2 separate regions of the Triticum aestivum genome follow, and region 2 is linked to region 1. A link is a contact called in public Hi-C data. All regions are on one chromosome and are shown on one strand. The core of a region is the stretch at or near the end of the contact, and the rest is flanking DNA. Distances in the headings are between cores, read along the strand shown.

The links. Hi-C and Micro-C count contacts between places; a contact is called where the count stands out from the background.
Region 2: a Hi-C map of leaf shows a contact between it and region 1, with 5 times the contacts expected there. The contact joins the promoter of LOC123148594 here to the promoter of LOC123148589 in region 1. A contact is called at or near these places in 2 of 5 Hi-C or Micro-C datasets (both in leaf).

What each region holds. Positions count from the first base shown.
Region 1 is chr7A:609,513,081-609,518,871 of IWGSC CS RefSeq v2.1, reverse strand. It overlaps LOC123148589 (protein HIGH CHLOROPHYLL FLUORESCENCE PHENOTYPE 173, chloroplastic), which reads right to left and starts at 4,514. Exons shown (of 13, transcript XM_044568045.1): 1 at 3,672-4,514; 2 at 3,252-3,464; 3 at 2,796-3,006; 4 at 2,609-2,684; 5 at 2,368-2,503; 6 at 2,158-2,262; 7 at 1,982-2,059; 8 at 1,584-1,673; 9 at 1,432-1,497; 10 at 1,201-1,257; 11 at 1,055-1,132; 12 at 911-958; 13 at 440-796. The coding sequence starts at 4,358. The coding sequence ends at 725. It overlaps LOC123148588 (probable histone acetyltransferase HAC-like 1), which reads right to left. Exons shown (of 18, transcript XM_044568043.1): 17 at 5,726-5,791; 18 at 5,052-5,612. The coding sequence ends at 5,504.
Region 2 is chr7A:609,917,057-609,923,616 of IWGSC CS RefSeq v2.1, reverse strand. LOC123148594 (poly [ADP-ribose] polymerase 2-A) reads right to left here and starts at 4,877. Exons shown (of 19, transcript XM_044568059.1): 1 at 4,660-4,877; 2 at 3,648-3,993; 3 at 3,346-3,579; 4 at 3,122-3,249; 5 at 2,495-2,576; 6 at 2,157-2,386; 7 at 1,953-2,079; 8 at 1,466-1,521; 9 at 1,186-1,259; 10 at 776-822; 11 at 613-662; 12 at 45-107. The coding sequence starts at 4,743. It also overlaps the pseudogene LOC123153563.

The DNA of each region.
Region 1 (5,791 bases), core at 3,265-5,764:
CCAATCACGGGCCCCTTTCCCCTTTTATACTTGGTTTCCCTTGATATCCCCTGTATTTCTTATTATATGTATGATGCGTGGGACCAACACATATGAACAGTTTGTGTCAAATAAAGTGGAGGTATTCGGGATGACACATTAGAGTTCTCACAAGAGTTCGAAGAAATTTAAGGAAATCATATTTTTAGGACTTTAGAAAGCCCTTATATGACGGTGTAGGGGAGAAGTTCTTGGGACTCATCTAGAGTTGCTCAATGGAGAGAACAGGGGGATCTGAGCATTTGTTGTGGTTATAAGCACCGATAGAAATGGCATAGTAGACATAGACCACAATCTCTTAACACTTATGCCATGGTAATTGGTAAGATTTTACTAAGTGAATGATAAAAATAGCTCAAATTTTTTCCCAATAAATCAAGCTGATCTTTCACAAATCACATCATCAAACAGCTTCAAAGGCTATTCTTTCATTTCTACTTGAGTCTGGTTTCTTCCTCGTTTTGCTGAAACTCTACAAGCTTACATTCTCAGAGGAGAAAGAGTAGAAACAAGAGAATATACCATTACAGTGGCCGAATTTGTTCTGTGAAGTGATCCCATCGATGATCTTTACAAGAAAAAAGGGCTTGTCGTGTGAATTCCATAAGGCTTCTATGAGGAAAACATGTAACTTTACAGGAGGAAGAGTATACACATTACGACCCGTATATGACACAAATCTGAATTAGGTGTTTTTCTCTAGAACTGATAGTGCCGGTGTAAGATAGTTGTTAGCCTTATCTGGCAAATGAGCCACCTGCAAAAGAGAACAAAAATCAGTTTTACACACACATGAAGATCAGAAAGAAGGTAACTTTTGACTGGAACAAGGAGATCCATCCATTCGATTGCAGCTTCAAGTATGACTTACAAGTTCATACAGTTCATTCCCTTGCTCAGAAACATACTCGTAGCATACCTAAAAGTGGTTCATGGCAAACAGTTAATTTAGATTGTAATCATCAGTTTGAAAAGCATCAACATATAGAAGAATATATGGACAAACAAGTCTTACATCAAAACTTTTGTTTCTCGCCGTGGAATCATGCAATGCTTTGACACAGATATCTGCTACATCCGCACAGCTGATAGCCTACATTACAACTTCAAGAATCAATATTATGGCACTCAAGAACGCAATTATGGTCCATGATATTTCACCTGAGAGATTCTGTTTCCTTGATCAAAGATCAGTGCACGCTGACCGCCAGGTTCTTCCTGCAAAGAGAAGGTCGAATGATCATGATGCAACCATTTTAACACACCTAACACTTCAAAAGTAACGAGCATCTGCTTTGGCAATCCTACTTGCAATGGTACAATCTAACAAACTGTTTATTTATGTTGTTGGAAATAGGGTGGAATTTCAGCTGTTGTATTAGTATGCCATACCTGCAGTGGACCAGGCCGTACAATTGTGTATCCAAGGCCTGACCTTCTCAGCGCATCCTCTCCAGCCTAGAAAAACGTGGAGGGCATTGATGATTTAATGAGCATTTGAAATAGACAGGCACAGATACGTAATGTTTACAAAAAAATAGAACCTTCTTTGCTTTGAGAACTTGTTCTCTTCTGTTAGGTTCAATTCCGGAACCTGTGCATGAGACCAGTATGAAGTCTGTTTCTTGACCGGTCTGCAACGAATTAGAAGATATATGGTTATCAATAAACTGATAGAGAAGACGGTTCAGTTATGATAACACATGAAGTCATGGGGAGGAAAAATTCGGCGAAACAAGAATTACAAAGAAAAGAGGAAGTAGCTAAGCCATGGGGCAGTCAAATAATCATCTTTTTAGTGAAACCGCAAATGGGTTTGTACTTCAATTAGGCAGAAAAGCGAAACAAATATACAAGAATTTTGGCCACGAAGAGACTTTTCATCCATAGGAGGAAAAACATGCGCGTAGTATGGCAGTTCAATAATATAGGAACAACTTACAGGTAAAGCTTTGATGTACTCCAGTATCAGCTCAAAATTTCTGGGGTCAGTGGCACCTTGGGTTCCATCACCAGGTCTCTGCGCAATGCATCAGTAGCTAAGACGCCAATTTAATGCTATAAACAGCCAGTTAATATTTGTTGATGATGGAAAATAATTCATCATGTTGTACTGACCTGCCTTTTTGGTTCAAACCTAATGGTGAAGGTATGCACAAGAAAAGGGTCTAGGGGAGGATCTTCTGGTTTTACTGGACGGAAAGCCGAGAAAGGTACTCTTACCTGCAGAAAACAAACATAAAAAAATTGGGATCAAATTGTACGCTCATCGCTTGCTAACATGCAGTAAAATCACCTATTACTGCTAAATTATTGCACACTACTTACCCTACAAAAGCCTACTTTTGTAGTCATCCGAGCAAAATACTTCTTACTCTGTGAGGTGTCAGCCAGTGGACCAGTCTCAAGAATAACAACATATGATCTTCCATTTCCACCCACTGAAAGAAGCAAGCCATCATACCTATCCAAGAATAACAGAATTGATATGTAACCAAGTTCACTGTGATGCGTCAAGATATTTCAACAATCTGGGAGCTGTTAAGAAAATTGTAAGAGATCTTAATACCTGTCTAGGGTGGAACCTAAAGGGAGAGATAGCCTCTTTGATATCTCGACATATCCACCTCTTGTAAAAACAAATCCTGACATAAGTGGATGTTCATCAGACAACTAAGACCTAGGAAGAAAAATCAATATATCTAGGTAAATTAGTACATTTGCTAAGAAGTGCCCTACACAGCATAGGGCGTTACCTGCAAAAACGGCCTGGCCACCTTCTGAGAATTCAAAGGACGCATCGATACCTTCATCAAAACTAGAACCAGAAGCATAGGCATTCGGGAAGTAAGATCCCTGGTTCACCTCCCAACCCTTCAGAGACTTAGCAGATTTAAATTTTGCTATCAAAAGTTTGCTCTTGCTGCTTTTACCAGCCCTGAGCTGAGCCATCTCATTGTAGTAATCCTGGAGAACAAAGCATTTTCTAATTATAAGTTAGTGAAATTAGAAGAGGTATAGTAATGATATTAAAGAAGTTTTGATGCTAAAATTACTAATATCATTTCCATGTGACAAATCTGAACAGTTTTGTGTGTACTAGCGATCAAAGATTCAGATCTTTGACTACATTTATCCTAAAACAGCATCTACTTTCGAATGGACAAGGGTGGCTTCTAAGATTAGAAAATTATTAAGGTCAGAAAGAGTACCTGGAAAGCCTTGCTGACATTCCTGACCCCTTGGTTATCAACTCTGTTGAGGTCCCCGGTAATGGTTGAGCGCGCGGTTGCGCAATAGATAATCTTGCTGCAACCTGACACGGCCGATTGCACAGCCAAAGGATCACCAACATCGCCAACAGCGATGTCCACCGACCTGGGAAGCATGTCGATCACCTCGGGGTCGTCCCTTCTAACTAGAGCCTGTTACACAATGGTAAATTTATGTCTGAATTTCCCTAGTTTACCACAAATCAGTACGTTATGAGCTCAATGAGCACCGTTGCCAGTTTGCCACTTGTTGTATCTAATCAGTATGATTATCCTAGTGGTGAACAAACATGATGGTGAACATGAAAGAGAGTGGAAGAGGAGAGAGTGAAGTGCGCGCGCGCGGGGGGGAAGGAGTACCTTGACATTGTAGCCTCGGAGCATGAGCTTGCGGACGACGATGCGGCCGATGCGGCTGGTGGCGCCGACGACGAGGACGGTGGTGTCCTGGGCGCCGGGGACGGTGAACTCGCACATGGGCCCGCCGCGGCTGAGCACGGCCTGCTCCGCCTCGGCGAGCGCCTCGGTGGCGGAGGCGCTGGACATCTGGCCCAGGCGCGAGAACTTGCGCCACACCTCGTCGAACAGCTGCCGCGAGCGCCGGCCCAGCCCCACGGGGCTCACGGCCATGACCTCGTCCAGGTCCAGCGAGGCCGCCCGGCTCTCCTCCTCCGCCTTCTTCTTCTTGGCGGCCGCCGCCTCCTCCTCGGCCTTCCTCCTGGCCTCCTCCTCCTCCGCCTCCTGCTGCTGCGCGGCGGCCGACCTCTTGCCCTTCCGGGCCCGGCGCTTCTTCCGCGTCGACAGCGTCGCGTCCGCGCCGTTGGCGGCGCCGAGGACGCCCCCCTCGTCGTCCACGTCCTGGTCCTGGCCCGGCTCGGACGCCACCGCGGCCGCCGGCGTGGGCTTGGCCGCGAAGCAGCACGCGCTGCCGTGGTACCGCGGCCTGGGCGCGGCGGCGCGGGACGGGGACGCGCAGTGGGTGCCGTGGAACGAGGCGATGATCGTCGCCGCCCCCGCCGCGCCCGGAGGCGACACGGCAGCGACCATGGCCGCCGGCGACGGTTAGCTCGAGCCTTGGACGAGGAGCGGCAGCAGAAGCTCTGCTCTCTCGTGTTCGTAAAAAATTTCGTTCACGGTATATTCCGCGACCACTCCCGGGCCGCGCAGGCAGATAAAGCGGGGCAGGGGAGGCAGCGGCCTGAGTGGCGCTCCCGCCCCGGGCGCCATTTGTGGCTGCGGTTGCGGGCGAGCACCGGTGGGGCCCACGGCGCAGAGACGGAGGTCGTGCGCATGGGCGCGCGGCGAGTGTCGCCGTCGCGGGTGGGTGACTGGCGCCCACGCTCTGCTAGTAGTAATTCATACTACTGGATAGGGGGGAGGCGTGGCCGCGTGGTGGCGGGTGGCATGCCGCGGCGACGTGGCTATGCCGAGTTCACTTGCCCCCATGCCGCCTCTTCCGTTCCGTGCGGGACTAGTGTATTTCTCAGCCAGATGAGGCCAGATCAGTCAGCCATCCAAGCCCAACAGGATGGCGTGGACACGCCCAAAGCCTCCATGGATCTGGATAATCCTGACCGGGCTCGGGAAACTCCGTCACAAATAGAGATGCAAAGTACACTAGTACTACGCAACAAGCAGGGCAGGAACCGGAGAGCAGGGACATGCGATGCCACAATTCAGTCAGACATTCTTTGTACTGTATGTATATATAAAGATCCATCCTACACAGATTGCAAAATGTAGGGGCTGCAACTGATAATAAATAATAAATGAAATAACCGATATCAACCATGTTCTGTTCTGTTTTGTTTTCTACAGGTGCTCTCTGAGCTGAGACAACAACAAAGAAAGAACAACTATGACTGGTGTTTTGCACCCTTTGACGCCAAGTATGCCCTATTTTGCACATGTATAATAAGGAGCCATCCAAAATCCTATTGTACATGAGCAGGCTACAGAACAAGACCGGCACAACGATTACAGTATAAGTCACCGACGGCAAGAACATCGATCGGTGTGCTGAGACAATTGTCAGCATGGGTTCTGGGACCGAGATGTTCCATCTCCAGTATAACTGATCTTTCTCTCAAGTTGGCCCGTACAGAGCTTGTCCTTCGGGCTTGAGACGCCATATGTACTTTTTTGCTGTCTTTCTTTCTATAACAGTATACCTGTGTGTATACCTGGCTTCACTAACTCCTGGCAACTTCTGCGGCTCTCTGCCTCATCATCTCGTTCACGGCGGCCCTCCTCCTGGATTCGGACTGCTGCTGCGTCCACCTTAGATGGGCTTTGAGATCCCTGTGTTGTTCAGGCAACGCGATATTACTCGTCTATTCCGAGAGGCAATGGCTCAAACACTACGTATGTAAGTACATACAGGGGGTGGTGCGAGCGGGAGGGGTGTTAATTACCTGCATCTAGGTATGGTACACTTTGATTCTTTGCAAGTTCGGGCATGGAGCTGAAGCAGCGACCAC
Region 2 (6,560 bases), core at 3,628-6,127, 400 kb before region 1:
CCAGAGTTCAATCTTTAAACAGATTTATTTGCAAAATATCATGCCTGGTCACTTGAATCATCCTCCAGAAGCTTAGTTGCAATTTCAATCTCCCCAAGGGCTTCAACCTAAGAAAAGGCAACAAAATAACACTGAGAAGATTCCATGGAAATCGGAGGCAATAGAGACAACGGTGCAATTCATAGTGGCATACAAATATGAATATTTGCAAGAAAACAATTTGAATGTGAAACTACAAGCCACATAAATTTTGAACAACCCTGATAGCTCTTTTGAGATGGATGACAGGTAAGTTTCTTCCTTTAGACAGTAGTATGCAAGTCATAGTGGCATACAAATATGAATATTTGCAAGAAAACAATTTGAATGTGAAACTACAATCCACATAAATTTTGAACAACCCTGATAGCTCTTTTGAGATGGATGACAGGTAAGTTTCTTCCTTAGACAGTAGTGTACATGATGGAGACAGAACCACATAAATATTAGAACATCCATTGTTCCGAAAGTTTTCTTGAAAAGAATCATTTGTTGAGCATAAGATTTTAACAACTCATGACAGTTAAAATGCTGAGATTAAGCCGAACATGCCGAACATAGTAATACTATTACCATTTCCAGCTTAGCTTTTAATTTCTGAGGAGTGTCAATAAGGAATTCACCTGTCAGATAAATTTGTTAGAAGATCAGATTTGCTCCTACAAGGTATAAAACATAGCCGGATATGCTAAATATTGGCTGGAAGTTCAGTTAATCTAGAAAGTTTGGAACTCACGCATCTTCTTAAAACCAAAGTCATGAGGAATCACGGTGTAGAATTCCCTGTAGCCAAAGGTAATATAAGAAATTGTAGTAAATATAGGTCTTTAAACAACATGACATACAAATATGGTGAATGATGTCGTGCATTGCACAACTATCATTACATGCTGCATGTCATGCATTGCACAACTATCATCATTACATGCTGCAGATCCTGATAAGTCTATGCGACTATGCTACATAGGCAAAACAGCCATTAACTGTAGTCCATCCTAGTGACCGAACCATTTTATCAAAAATGAAACCTGGAGATGTTTACCCTTCAAATCCTCAAAGATGAACTAGCTTTCACTAAAAACAATTGGCATGTGTAATTGTTATATTTAACGGTTGCAGTCAGATAAAAACAGAAGATGGACCCACCCAGTCAATTGTTCAAGCTGTCTTCTGTCTGCCCTTGAAATAACATTGGAAATCCTCTTCAAAACATCATAGCCCTGTGGAAAGCTTTGAAAAGTCACCATCAAAATAGAGAGAAAGGACAAGATAATGGAAAATGAAACCAAGACCTCAAAATGCAAACTGTTACCGCATACCGATTTAAATCTATAAGTACTAGAGTTCATGTTATGCGATTTTCTTCAACGCGTAATATGCATACTGAATTGATAATTCCAAGGAAAGATGCATCAAAATAACTCACCTTAAGTATTGTAGATTTGCTTAGCTTTCCAAGGGGAAGTTTATCAGCATTATAACCTAATTGGTTAGGCAGGATGAATTAGTAAAAGCAAATGCTACATGAGTAAGCAACAGGTATATCTACCTGTCAAAAACAAAGAACGAAAACTTTTGGGACAACATAGAACATAAAAGATCTTTTTCAACCGAATTAATCCAACTCCAGTAGTTGAGCAGATGATCATATGTATTTCTAGTATGGCCATTAACTCTTTGTATTCAGTTCCTAAAACTAACTAGTTATAACTCCTGAATCATATAGAAACCTAAGTTGTACAGATACATGTACGGGCACATCAGAACATGAAGGTGGTGATACATCATGAAGATTGCAGGGTGCTAACAATATATCAAATTAGCATATAAACACAGATAAGAAGCTCACTGTAACAGATGAATGTTATGATGCTCATGTCAGTTCAAAAAGCAGGAACTGTCAAGTTACTTACCAATTTCCATCATTTGCTGCTTCATCATACTTATGTTGCAAATGAGGGATATGAATTGGGCAGTTCGAGTTTCAAGCTTTGTCTCTTTTATCTGATCGGTAATGGAACCTTTCTTTTGAACCTGAGTCTGAAATTTGAAGACCACAGGATTAAAAACAACAAAAGTGCTAAACTGCAAAGTAAGTACTAAAAGCCAAATCTCACTGTTTCCTTGTCGACTTCACCATAGTCCATTTCAAGCCATGTGTATTTCTTTGCATAACACTCAAAATTCTTGCGGTCAGACCAACTGTTCTTTGTTTTGTCCTCAAACTTTCCCTCAAACTCGTCTATTGCTTCGTCCCGTGTTGAACAGGGATGTAGCTTTTGTTGACCTCGTGCCCCTACTCTCCCCCATCTATTGAAAACCATGAAGCTTCCACCAGCATCAGATTCTACAGTTAACAAACACTAATTAATTTTCCATTGAATGTTACACATCATTCATAGGTTCGTGGTGCTGGTGCTAGTAAGCAACAGTGACTTGCAGTTGCAGGACAAACCTAAAGCTTGAATGATATAGTACTTATTATTGTTGTCTCCAACATTAGTCTGGTTCAAGGTGGCATCATAAATCTCGTCACCCTGCAATAAAATATGTATAACGAAGATGTGAACAAAATAGTAGAAAGAACAGATAACCGTTCAAGGTAGCTACTGTACATTGTGAATACTAAGATGAATGCGTTGTAGCTACTGTACATACTACATAGTGAATACTAAGATGATACATGAAGGATGCCAGTGAAAGTTTTTGTTGGTCTATTCTCTAAACACATGGTAAAATTAGGCCTGCTAAGATGGTATATTTGGGTGCCGCCATAGGCTATCACATCTATGAATATTAAAGCCAAAGTGACAACCTGAACATGATGTAATGCATCAGATACCATATGAATGAAAATATTTAATTTGGTTGGAGGAATTGTCTAAGTTTGACATTCATGACAGATCATGTTTTGCATTGTCTAAGTTTGACATTCATGGATAGATCATGTTTTGATTTGAACTCACTCAGCATGCATACTGCATAGGACGTAGGAATTTAGTGAACCATGGTTTCAATTGAAGTGCACACATCCAAGGTACAATATGGGTAAGAAAAATTAACCAATAATAAACTCACGCACCACTTGCAATACATGATAGGTCATTTTTATATCGTCAGGGATGTGCTCATCCAGCACTGCAGCACCTTTCTTCGTGGCTTTGACAATCTTCTCCTTTTTCACCTCCTCTTCAACCTCCCCAACACCACCTGCACGAACAAAAATGCATAAACGACCATGCCAAAAAACAGGTAAAGTTCAAACCTCACCCTCCGGTGATCAATACAATTAATAGATCAACAAACCTTTTGCAAGTTTCTTCTTGTCCTGGAAACCACCATCAGCAACTGCCACAGAATTAGCAGGGGTTGATAGCAACCTCTCAATAACATCCTTCTTGATCCCATTCGCTGCAAGTCCTCGTGCCTTGGCCAATGCCTGCAGCTCCCGGTAGCCCATGCCCTGTAGCTGTGCCGCATCCAGCATCACATCTGTGACTATTTTTTTCTTTTTCAGCTCCTCAACCTTCCCATCATCAGCTGAACCAATACACAGTGAACAGTTAATACTCAGGTAAAGTTCAGAGCAAATTAATTGACAAACAAACCTTCTGCTACTTCCTTCTTGTCTTGAATACCACAATCCACAACAGAAGTAGCAGGGCTGGAGAGCAACCTCTGTAGAACATCCTTCTTGCCCCCATTAGTATTGAGCCCCCGTGCCTTGGCCAAAGCCTGCAGCTCACGATAGCCCATGCTCTGTAGCTTTGCCACATCCAAAATGTCATTTTCCTCCTCATTTTCACCTTCACCATGCCTTTTCCTCTTCCTTTTGCTCTTGCTTTCTGCTTCGCCATCCATAACCACACCGTCTATGCCATCTACATTACATATCTCAGCTGCAGAAGCCGCCTCCTTCTCTTCCTCACGGATTGCAACGTCCAGCCTTAGCACCTAGTGGAAAAGGAATTGCAGGACGTAAGTCACAACGACAATCCCCATATGTCTCAATGTTTGTAAGCACAAAGATACACATCACAAGAGAGAAGCGGGTGTGGGCATATATACACATATGCACAAGCACATGGTGCGCACATTCAGCAACTTAACTGTGCACACAACAGCAAATGCTGGCCAGCGGATTGCAGCTAGATGACGCAAAAAGACAGAGCAGGAAATCCGATAATTCAGAGAGATTTGCTGCTCCTGTCCGTGACTCTGCTACCGGTGCCGTCGAGGCAAAATTCAGAGAAAAGGAGCGCGAACAGCCCGTGACCGCTTCTACCGCCTGTGCGCGCGCGCGCTCAGCCAGCCACAGCCCGTGCCTGCCACACGCGACCTTAGGCCGCCACCGCCGCTCGTCCTTGACCCCCGACCCCCAACCCCGCGCTCCGTCAGCCCGCCGAGCCGCGCACGCCCCACAGCGGCCATCGCGCCCCGCTACGCCTCCGCCGCCCGGAGAGAGACACGAGACACAATAGATTGGATGGGTGCGGCGAGAGGGGGGATGGGGCGGCGGCGTGGGTGTGAGAGAGGAACCCTAGCGTGAGCCGCGAGACAGCACCCGGTCGGTCCGTTCGTGGCTGCTAGGGAAGTTCTCGAGAAGGGAATGCGGCTCACCAGCGCCGGCTTGGTGCCGGAGGCGTCGAGGCCGCGGCGCTGCAGCTCGGCGCGGAGCTCCTCCACCCGCAGCTTCGCCGACATCTCTCGCCTTCGCCTTCGCGTCCGATCCCCTCGGCCTCCTCGTGTTCCTGGAAGATGTTTGGAAGGGAATGGGGAGGGGGGGAGGAGGAGTTATCGAAATTTTGGGTGGGTGGGCTGGGGTTTTGCGGTTCCGGTGTGGGGTTTCTTCCGGGAGAAGGGGGGCGGAGGGTCGGAGTCTTCCTCGAGAAGGAAGGGGGGTGGAGAGCACGAAGAATTTTGGAAAAAGCGACGCGGAGCGGGAATTGGAAATATTAATTGGAAATATTATACGTACTGCTCCTTTTTTTATTTTTTAACAACGAAAATATTATGGAAAATGTTTGTTTTAAACCGGATGAAAACAGCGTCGACACGCGTTCCAGCTGGGCCCTACGCGCCGACGCGTTCCAGCTGGGCCCTACGCGCCACTTATTTCTCTGAGTAAATTACATAGAAGTACCACAATTGAGGCATTGGAAACAGATTGATATCAAGATTGGTAACTTTTAAGTGTGAGTATCAACTTTGAGGCGAGACGTTGCAAAAGAGGCTAAAATGTTGTTTATACGTATTGACAGGGAAACTGACCAGTTGGGCCCGCCCGTCAGGTGCCACTGTTGGCCGGTTGGCGCGTGCCCGCGCGCTGACTCGGACAAGGCTGAGTCGCACCGTTTAGTCGCGGCCCGAGCCTCCGTCTCTGTCTCCGTCGTGCCCGTCGCCACCACCGACCGCCCGCGCCGCCGTGAGCTTGAGGTCCGCTCCTCCACGACCGCGGCCCCGCTCCGGCCCCACACGCGCACCTTCCCCACCCTGGCCCGCCCCGCCGCGCCCGCCTCGCGCTCCTCCATCCGCTTCAGCCGCGGCGCCAACTCCTCCCCTGCCTCCTCCATCGACGCCGCAGCCTCCTCCGCCTTCGCCGTCGCGGCTATCCTCATGCCCCGCCTCCTCTCCCCTTCCGCCGCCGCCTCCTCCTCATCCCCTTCCCCCTCCCCGTCAGCCCCCGTGTCCTGCCCCGCCACCGTCTCGGCGCCCCGCGCTGGCGCCCCGGTGGCCGTGGAGCTGCCGTGTGGGATGGCCGTTGGCTCGCGCATCACGGTGATGGCCCGGCCAACGAGGAGGGACGGGGCGGCGTCGTGGCAGTTCATGGTGGAGCTGCTCGGCACCAAGGCCGTCCAGGGGGAGGAGCCGCCCAGGATCAGAGGCGACTTCAGCGGCCGCCCCGTCATTGAGCTCAACACCTGCTACCGCATGTAGTGGGCGCTGCCGCAGCGCTGCGTGGCACGAGCATGTCGTGGAGCTTCAACCGGCATCTGCGACATGCATACTTCTTAGAACAATTAGACTTGCAGGTGGAATCGACAATGCACAGGAGCAGCTCTGAACACACAAAATGATTTACTCGAAACATCTAATATGTATATATAAGAACAACCGGTATACAAGTGAGATCAGCAAAGCTGTTAGTTCCTAGATCAAAAACAATTGACACATGTACATGGTGTCAGCATCTAGCTAGTGTCAGAATCAGCAGCTGAATTAACCAGCCACTGACCAAAAGAATGAGCGAATTACGCAAGCTAACTATCCAGAGGGCCTCCAAATCAAGATCAAACTCGAACTCATCCTTGCTGTTTGATTCTCCAGAGAGCCGGGTGTTGCTTTTCAACTACCAAGCAATCTCATTGTCATCTGGCGTTGCAGCATTGAGCGCTCCCTGACTGCAGCTTCCTCCAGAGGCAGATCATGTGTTGCGGCGACTGGTAGTGTGCGGTGTAGTTACCGTCGAAGCAGCCGGCCTGGAAGAACTTGACGTCGTGCGAATACTCCACCGGCTGGCG